Linked DNA regions of Zea mays: region 1 is linked to region 2. The links are chromatin contacts, called in public Hi-C maps. All regions are on one chromosome and are shown on one strand. Each heading gives the region's core, a stretch centred on a gene start, on an enhancer-like site or on the middle of the called end of the contact. The rest is flanking DNA. Distances are from core to core; before and after follow the strand shown. Region 1 holds the start of LOC100381893. Region 2 holds the start of LOC100284388 (calmodulin binding protein).

Evidence for each region. A called contact is a pair of places that touch in the nucleus more often than the background predicts.
Region 1: a contact with region 2 is called in a Hi-C map of ear, with 1.6 times the contacts expected there. The contact joins the promoter of LOC100381893 here to the promoter of LOC100284388 in region 2. A contact is called at or near these places in 2 of 25 Hi-C or Micro-C datasets (ear and tassel).

Annotation. Positions count from the first base shown.
Region 1 is chr7:143,325,856-143,329,446 of Zm-B73-REFERENCE-NAM-5.0, forward strand. It overlaps LOC100381893, which reads left to right and starts at 2,022. Exons shown (of 3, transcript NM_001361551.1): 1 at 2,022-2,326; 2 at 2,405-2,691; 3 at 3,025-3,532. The coding sequence starts at 2,152. The coding sequence ends at 3,312.
Region 2 is chr7:143,103,402-143,106,988 of Zm-B73-REFERENCE-NAM-5.0, forward strand. It overlaps LOC100284388 (calmodulin binding protein), which reads right to left and starts at 1,790. Exons shown (of 1, transcript NM_001157283.1): 1 at 990-1,790. The coding sequence starts at 1,740. The coding sequence ends at 1,330.

The DNA of each region.
Region 1 (3,591 bases), core at 772-3,271, 220 kb after region 2:
ATTATTGCGCTGCTGCATGTGGACAAGTGGTGCTGCTTGTTTGGCCTGGAGAGTTGAAGGGGGCCTGTTGCTTGGGCAGGCTAACTCTGGCCTAACCCCTGTCTGTCCCCCCGTTACGATCAGATCACGTGTAATAAGCCTGCAAATTAAACATGCCCCGATAGTTTTCAAGAAAGATAAAGATGCATGTACACCTGAAAACACGCATGACGCGTAGAGCACTGCACTTGTGCTGGCCTGGAAGATCAGTTATTACAAAAGTTCACCTGGCAGTAGTGGTAGCTAGTATGTGCATGTGCATGGTAGAACTGTTAAATTACCCTTGCAAGGCTAAGCAACGTACGGTGCTGCTTGTGCCTTGTGGCCTGCTCGTGCTCACCGAACGGTCAGCAGTCACTTGGGCAAGCAAAAGCTACTCCGGCAACGCAGGTTTCGTCGTGCTGGGGGTTATTCCGATCCAAGCATGACAGGACGACCGGCCAGAGAGCAGAGCGGCTTGCTTTCACATTCGCATGTACGTACGCACGTAGTTGCTGCTGGATGTGGATGATCCATGCCTTGGCGTCATCTTCTTCACGGAAGAAATACGTACGCCTCCTCGTCCACGACGTCTCCTTCGCTGTTGCTGCGCAATGGCCGGCATTCTTGCACCTGGGCAGGGCTGCTGGCCAGCTTGCAGATCTTTTTCCCAACAAGAACACAGTTCCGTTATCCCGTGTAGCCCGCCTTTGCGCTCTGCTGATGCCGGCGATCTGAGAGCAAAGGGCCAGGGAACAGTTTACTACTCCATCATCCAACGTCCGAACAGACAAGCCAGAGTTTAATGCGTGTCTTGCATAGCCACGCAAAAGAATGTCTCGTTTCTTCAGAACCGGGAGCAAGGAAAATCCAGAAGTCATGTATGACAAGGAGTGAAAACTAAAGCCGGATGCTTAGAAGAGAACTTCATCTGGGTTTAAAAAAAAATGCATCATCCTGACGGCCGGCATCCCTGATGAGAAATATCTCTCCACGAGTGGACCCTATAGACTAGTTTGCCCCCCAGGATTCAGGCGCCGGCATGGCTTCAAGGTGGTGCTCGCTGACGCTGCTCGATCGGTTGCTTGGAAGGAGCTGAGCAGGCAGGAAGCAACCAGCTGCTCTGCCTTGCAGCCTGCGGCTAGCGCGCCAAGCAAGACGTTCAGGAGACCTGCAAGAAAGCGCCATGGTGTGTGTTGCCGCATGTTTTTATTATTACAATCAGATGCAACGAAAAAATCGCTAATGATTCCTTGTAATCCAGATTAAAGGAGTACATAAAGTGGACTCGTAATCATACAACACGTACAACACATATATATGATCAGATTAGCTCTCATCTGGGAGAAAAAACAGCTGGCGCTGTTGATTAACAACGAAGGTATCCATATGTTAGATCACTTTATATATTAAAAAAAAGATATGCGTTGGATAGCATTTCCAACTACCAAAACGTTGGTTCAACCCTTCTTTCTTTTAGCAATCATTTACAAGAGGCCACATCAATCAGGCTTGGCCTTCTCCACCCGATTTGCCACGTCAGGGTCCATGCTATGCCCTGCTGCTGACGGCACATCTGGATAACATTGTCTTTGTATGAAAAAAAAATAATCAAGAAGAAAATTTTCGTTTCCAGGAAAGCGAAGCGAGCGTATACGAAGGAGAACTCCCAGAACGAGTTGGGTTCGTTTGCGGCTAAATTTAAGACAGAGATTAGGTTGTTTGAGTTAAATTATGACTCTTTCTTGTTCTTTTTGTTTTTTCCTCTCTCTCTCTCTCTCTAGTTTGCAATTACCAGTACTCCATCTTGAAACTGACAGCAATGGGGGGAAGAGATTTAGGCAAGATTTGTTTCGGACTGGGACGGGGTCATGTCGAATCGGAGAAGGAATCACACTGTTTAAGCAAAAGAGTAGACGCGGGATGGAGTCCGCTCCACGCCACACGGGATCCTATAAATTGCCCGCCTTTTCTTCTCCAATCCACTCATCATAAATCTCTCTCGCTCGCTCTCCAGGCTCCAGCTAGACTGTCCTGCTCTGCTTCGGTGCTACTCACTGTGCAGTGTGCACAGCCAGCCAGCTTCAGCAGAGTCCGGCTCGGCTGTCGGCTGCGAGTCCTGCTCCTGCAGGAATGGACAGGCCTGCGCAGGCGCCCACGCAGCTGCCGCCGGGGTTCCGGTTCCACCCTACCGACGAGGAGCTGGTCGTGCTGTACCTCCGCCGGAAGGCCCTGGCTCGCCCGCTGCCGGCCGCCGTCATCCCCGTCGTCCACGACGTCGCCAGGCTCGATCCGTGGGACGTCACTGGTGCGTACTACGCCGTGCGCGTGATTTGCGGATCGATCCAGAGTTTCCCTGATTGCTTGGTGTAACTAAACCGCGCAGGGGCGAGCGAAGGGGAGGGCTACTTCTTCAGCCTGCGGCGAGCGCCGGCGACCGGCCGCAGGAGGAGGGCTGGGAGCGGGTACTGGAAGGCCACGGGGAAGGAGAAGCCGGTGTTCCTGCAGTGCGGCGGCGAGCAGAGGCAGCTGCTCGTGGGCGTCAAGACGGCGCTCGCCTTCCACCGCCGTGAGCCGCCGCCGCCGTCGTCGCGGACAGGCTGGGTCATGCATGAGTACCGGCTCGCCGTGCCCCGCGGCGTGGCCGACCAGAGGAAGAAGAATGCGAGACATGTAAGAGCTCCCACCATAATTTCAACCTTTTAATTGAAAATTTTACCGAGTCGTCGACTTCATTCTCTGATGTAAACTGTACATGCCACTGTCAGTTAACATCTTGACGAATAGACCGATTCAGAAAGCAGAAATTCCCCGTCTTGGGGGGCAACGGTGGCAGTTTGGCATCGACTATTCGACTGGAGTACTCGATCCGCTTTGCAACCTCGATCGCGATGTTTTGCCGCCGTAGCTTACATTTGCTCCCCCCACGAATTTGGAGGGCAATGTTTTATTCGTTTTGCACATGTATAGTGATTCCTATATGCGTGCCGTTGCCAATGACTGCAGGGCTGCGTTGCTGAGCCAGGGGAGTGGGTCGTGTGCCGGGTCTTCCTGAAGAACAGGCCGAACCGGGACGCCGGCAGCAAAACTCTGCGACACGGCGCCTCCGCTCGGCGGCGGCGGCGGCAGCAGCAGCCGGAAGACGTGAGAGGACAGCAGCCGTTGCCATTCTCGGCGCCACAGCCGTCGTCCTCCAGCTGTGTTACCGACGTCACCGACTGCTTGTCTGACGAAGACGAAGACGAAGCCAGCAGCGGCAGCACAGCCCGAGCTGCCCCTCAAAGAGAGGCCTAAGGATATATATACTCTATATAGTACTCCCTGTAGCGTTTTCCCCTCTATCTTGCCCCATTGCCCGTACTTTTCCTGGATCCTGGCATCATATAATCAGGTATAGGGCATGTCCAGCTCAAGGGTGATCCCCAGATATATTTGGCAGTCCTGAATCAGGAACAATACGGCATCTGTGAAGCAGCATGCATTTCGATAATCAGGTATAGGGCATGTTCAGCTCTTTGTGTGCATCCTCCGACGAAGCGCCTCGCTGTGCAGCTTCTGCCGTCATCGTTCAGA
Region 2 (3,587 bases), core at 540-3,039:
TTCTGATGATATTATCAAGGCCTATGTTCTAGCTAATACACGTAGAGCTAAATTCAAAATAACTGAGATGTAATTTTATTTTGTTTGACAAAATAGATGTTGTTTTATTATACTGTTTTGTAATGAAGATTATATATCAATATATGCATTGTGGTTGGTTCCATTGCCATTTCTATATTGTGTCCTTGCTGGTTTGGTCGCTTGGAGGCTAAGCCTGCCCCCTCTGTCTTCGGATTCTGGCTTTGTCCCTGCTTGAGAAAGACGTCATTATCAGTGAGCATTGTTTTTTATAAGGTTTTTTGTTTTTTGATGAATGCTAATTATGCTTTTTTGAATTTGGTGCAGTGTTTAGGGGGGGGGGGGGGTATTTTACTCAAAAGGAGTTCACTGTGGATGTTGGTAGCATAAAATAAGTGAAAACAAGCCCAGAAAATGCAATTTCAAAACTGATAGACCAAATGCGACAGAGGCTGACAGGTTAATGGACTAACCATGTATTTTTTTTCTCTCTTCTATAAATAAAACAATACGTGTTGTGGATGATGAAACTGCTGAGTCACTAGGCGTGTTTCGACGGTTTGAAAAACCTACCTCGAAAGCCCTTAGCTTGGCCCTTGGTCTTTGCCTCTTTTTTTGATAGTGGTCTTTGCCTCTTTGGACGTGAAGCCCAACCAGCCATGCGCCCATGCCCGAATGCTAGGAGGTCTTCTGCCGGCCATTCTAATTTTCCTTTGTCGGAAAACTAAGAACGTATTTTCTCTCTATTTAAATATCTCAAAAATAAACTCAAAGTGACGCAATGTTTAATATTGGCTCCTTCTGATGTGGCATAATCCTTTGATTTGATAAATTGGTAACAACACTGTAGGCTTGCTCTGTAGGACGTAGCATTTCTACTTGTAAAACCTGGTAGCAAATTAGAAAGCCGAACCACTGAATCTCTAGGCTATTGGAATGTTCAGTATGTTCTTTATGGTGAACAAATCCTTCGTCCAAACGAAATTATCAGTAATAACTGATTATAGGAGCTATATTCTTGATCCTAGAAAAGGGAAAACTGTAATTACATCATGTGAGCGGTGACCTGTGAGGGCAAATATACATACACTCCTAAAGCACAATGACATTCTGTCTGTCTGACAATAAAAATATATGCTCAAGTGCTCGACAAAAAGAACTCATCCATTACTACGGTGCACCAACCAGCTGTGGTGGTGTATACATGGTTTGCACACACGAGTATTCACTATTCAGTAGACACACACGACTAATCTTGGAGGTGCAAATCGGGGTGAGATCAAGAGCACCGTCGTCACCTGATCTCCCGGGCTATGACCGGCCGACGAGGAGAGGGCGTGCGGGGACGAGCAGTCGGTACGCGGAGTGGCCCCGGACAAGGCCGCACCTCGCCACGGCCGCGGCCCGGCCAGCGTCCTCGATCTGCTCCAGCACCCGCACGAAGGCGTCGGCGTCGCACGGCAGCGCGAGCGGGCCGGCCGCCGCGTACCCGAACGCCTCCTCGGCCTCCTCCAGCAGCGCCCGGAACAGCGGGTGGTTCACGCACTCCGTCCGCACCACGAAGCGCTGCCGCCCCGCGCCGACGCACACCGTGAAGCACCCCTCCGGCGCCGGCCTGCTCCTCCGCGCGCCGCTGCGGCACCGGCCCAGCGTCTTCGTGATGAGCCCCGGCTTCCTCCCTCTCTCCGCCATGGCCGTGCCCGTGAGCTCCTTCTCCACCATGGGCACGCGGCAAACACAGGACTTGGGCGCTTGGCAAGACTATAGAGGCGTGAAATCAAGCTTGAGAAGGTGGTGTGGGGCAGTGGGATGAATATATAGTCGCTCTGTAGCTAAAATGGTTGACGCGTTTTGACTTGTGGATATAGATTATTTTTTAAAGTGAATAATATAATGGATATGTTATTATTAAATATCTTTAATGGTAAAATAACCCATAACAAAATAAACAACATTTATATAGAAAGTTGAATAAGAAAAATAGTCAAATAAAATGTTAAAAGTTAAAATATCAACTATAGTATTTGTGTGTATATGTACACGTAGAGACAAGAGGCAAGACGTTTAGTGAACCTAGAGAAACGGTCTTGATCAAGAGGCAGCTTTTTTATATAAGATTAGCTGCTACGGGCTCATGAGAGAGAGGCTGATCTATAGTTTTATACTACACAATAATTGCATATATAGAATTGGGTGCTTCAACTTGTAGCACGCACGTACATTCATATAGTACGGTTTGGCAGTTTCGGAAGGGTAGGAGTCGTGACATCAAGCACGGCCGACTCGAGGGGGCAGCGAGTCCATGGCAATAATAATGCAGTAGATTTTAGCGGCAGTTGGCCTGTGTTCGTTCATTCATGATCGCGACTAGTTTGGAGGTGTCAGACTCCCCAACCACAAGGAGCCGAAACGTCAGCTTCCTTCTTGGGCCGTTTTGTTTTAATTACCGGTTCAGTCGTTGGGCCGGGCTTCGTGAGCGTTCAACACCTGGAACTGGAATGGAACCAAAATGCAACCATGATTCTTGAGTTGAAGCTAGCCTGAATATAATGGCTGTCTTGTACTATCTTTTTTTCGATTCGAATCGAGTGCAACCCTTGGCACCATAGTCCATATTCGGGCGGAGAAAAGACGAGCGAGCTAGGTAACAATCCCGATGAACTCCATTCAAGTCCAGGAATCAGTTACAACGGACACATGTACCTACTCCGTGGCACACGCGCATCGGGTAACGCCTGCTTTTGGCGCGGAGACGAACCACGCTTTCTTTCAGTTCCGTAACTCCATTGCAGAATCCACACCAATCATACCCCCACCCAACGGCCACACGCCTCCAGCATGAACTTCAAGCAGAATAGATATATGTTGTGGCCACAATTGGACGCCCTTACATTTTTAGCCTCTTTCGTTGGCTTTAATCCAAAATTGTTTCTACAATAATTGTCTTTATGCATTGCGATTACAACATTTCGAACATCTAACTTTAATCCGAAGCGAACAACTCATTTACTAAGCATTTATGTACTTTTATGTTTAATTAAGTCTCAAACTAACATAATAAAGCTATGAAGATATGTATGTAGTCCTATATAATAATGTTACTTGCAAGAGCATCTCTAACAACTCTTAATGTTTGTTCTCTCAATCTCTACTATATAAAAGCACTAGTTTCAACGTTCGTCCCGCATCAATTTTTACAAAGAAACCCTTGTATTTCTTCAAAATCAACCTGCGGTCCCAAATCATATCCCATCTTATCCTATTTATTTGCACATCAGCGTTCTCACCGCTGTCGCTCTAGCAACAAACCCCGTCCATTTCACAACAACCTCCGCCCGCTTCTTCCGCTGTTGCACTGCCACCGGTCAGGAGGATTAGGGCGCCCGCCTCCGGATAAGGATGCTCACTAGGTGATAAAAGTTGCGTCGAGTCCAGCCAACTCTAAACCTCCTCGTCGCCCCTAGGGACCGAGAGCCCGTCTCCTAGCTCACTCGTCTTCCGCTCCGACGCGAGCTCCGCTCCTTCAACATTGGGTGTAGTATTTGCATTCCACACATCACCAAATGTGG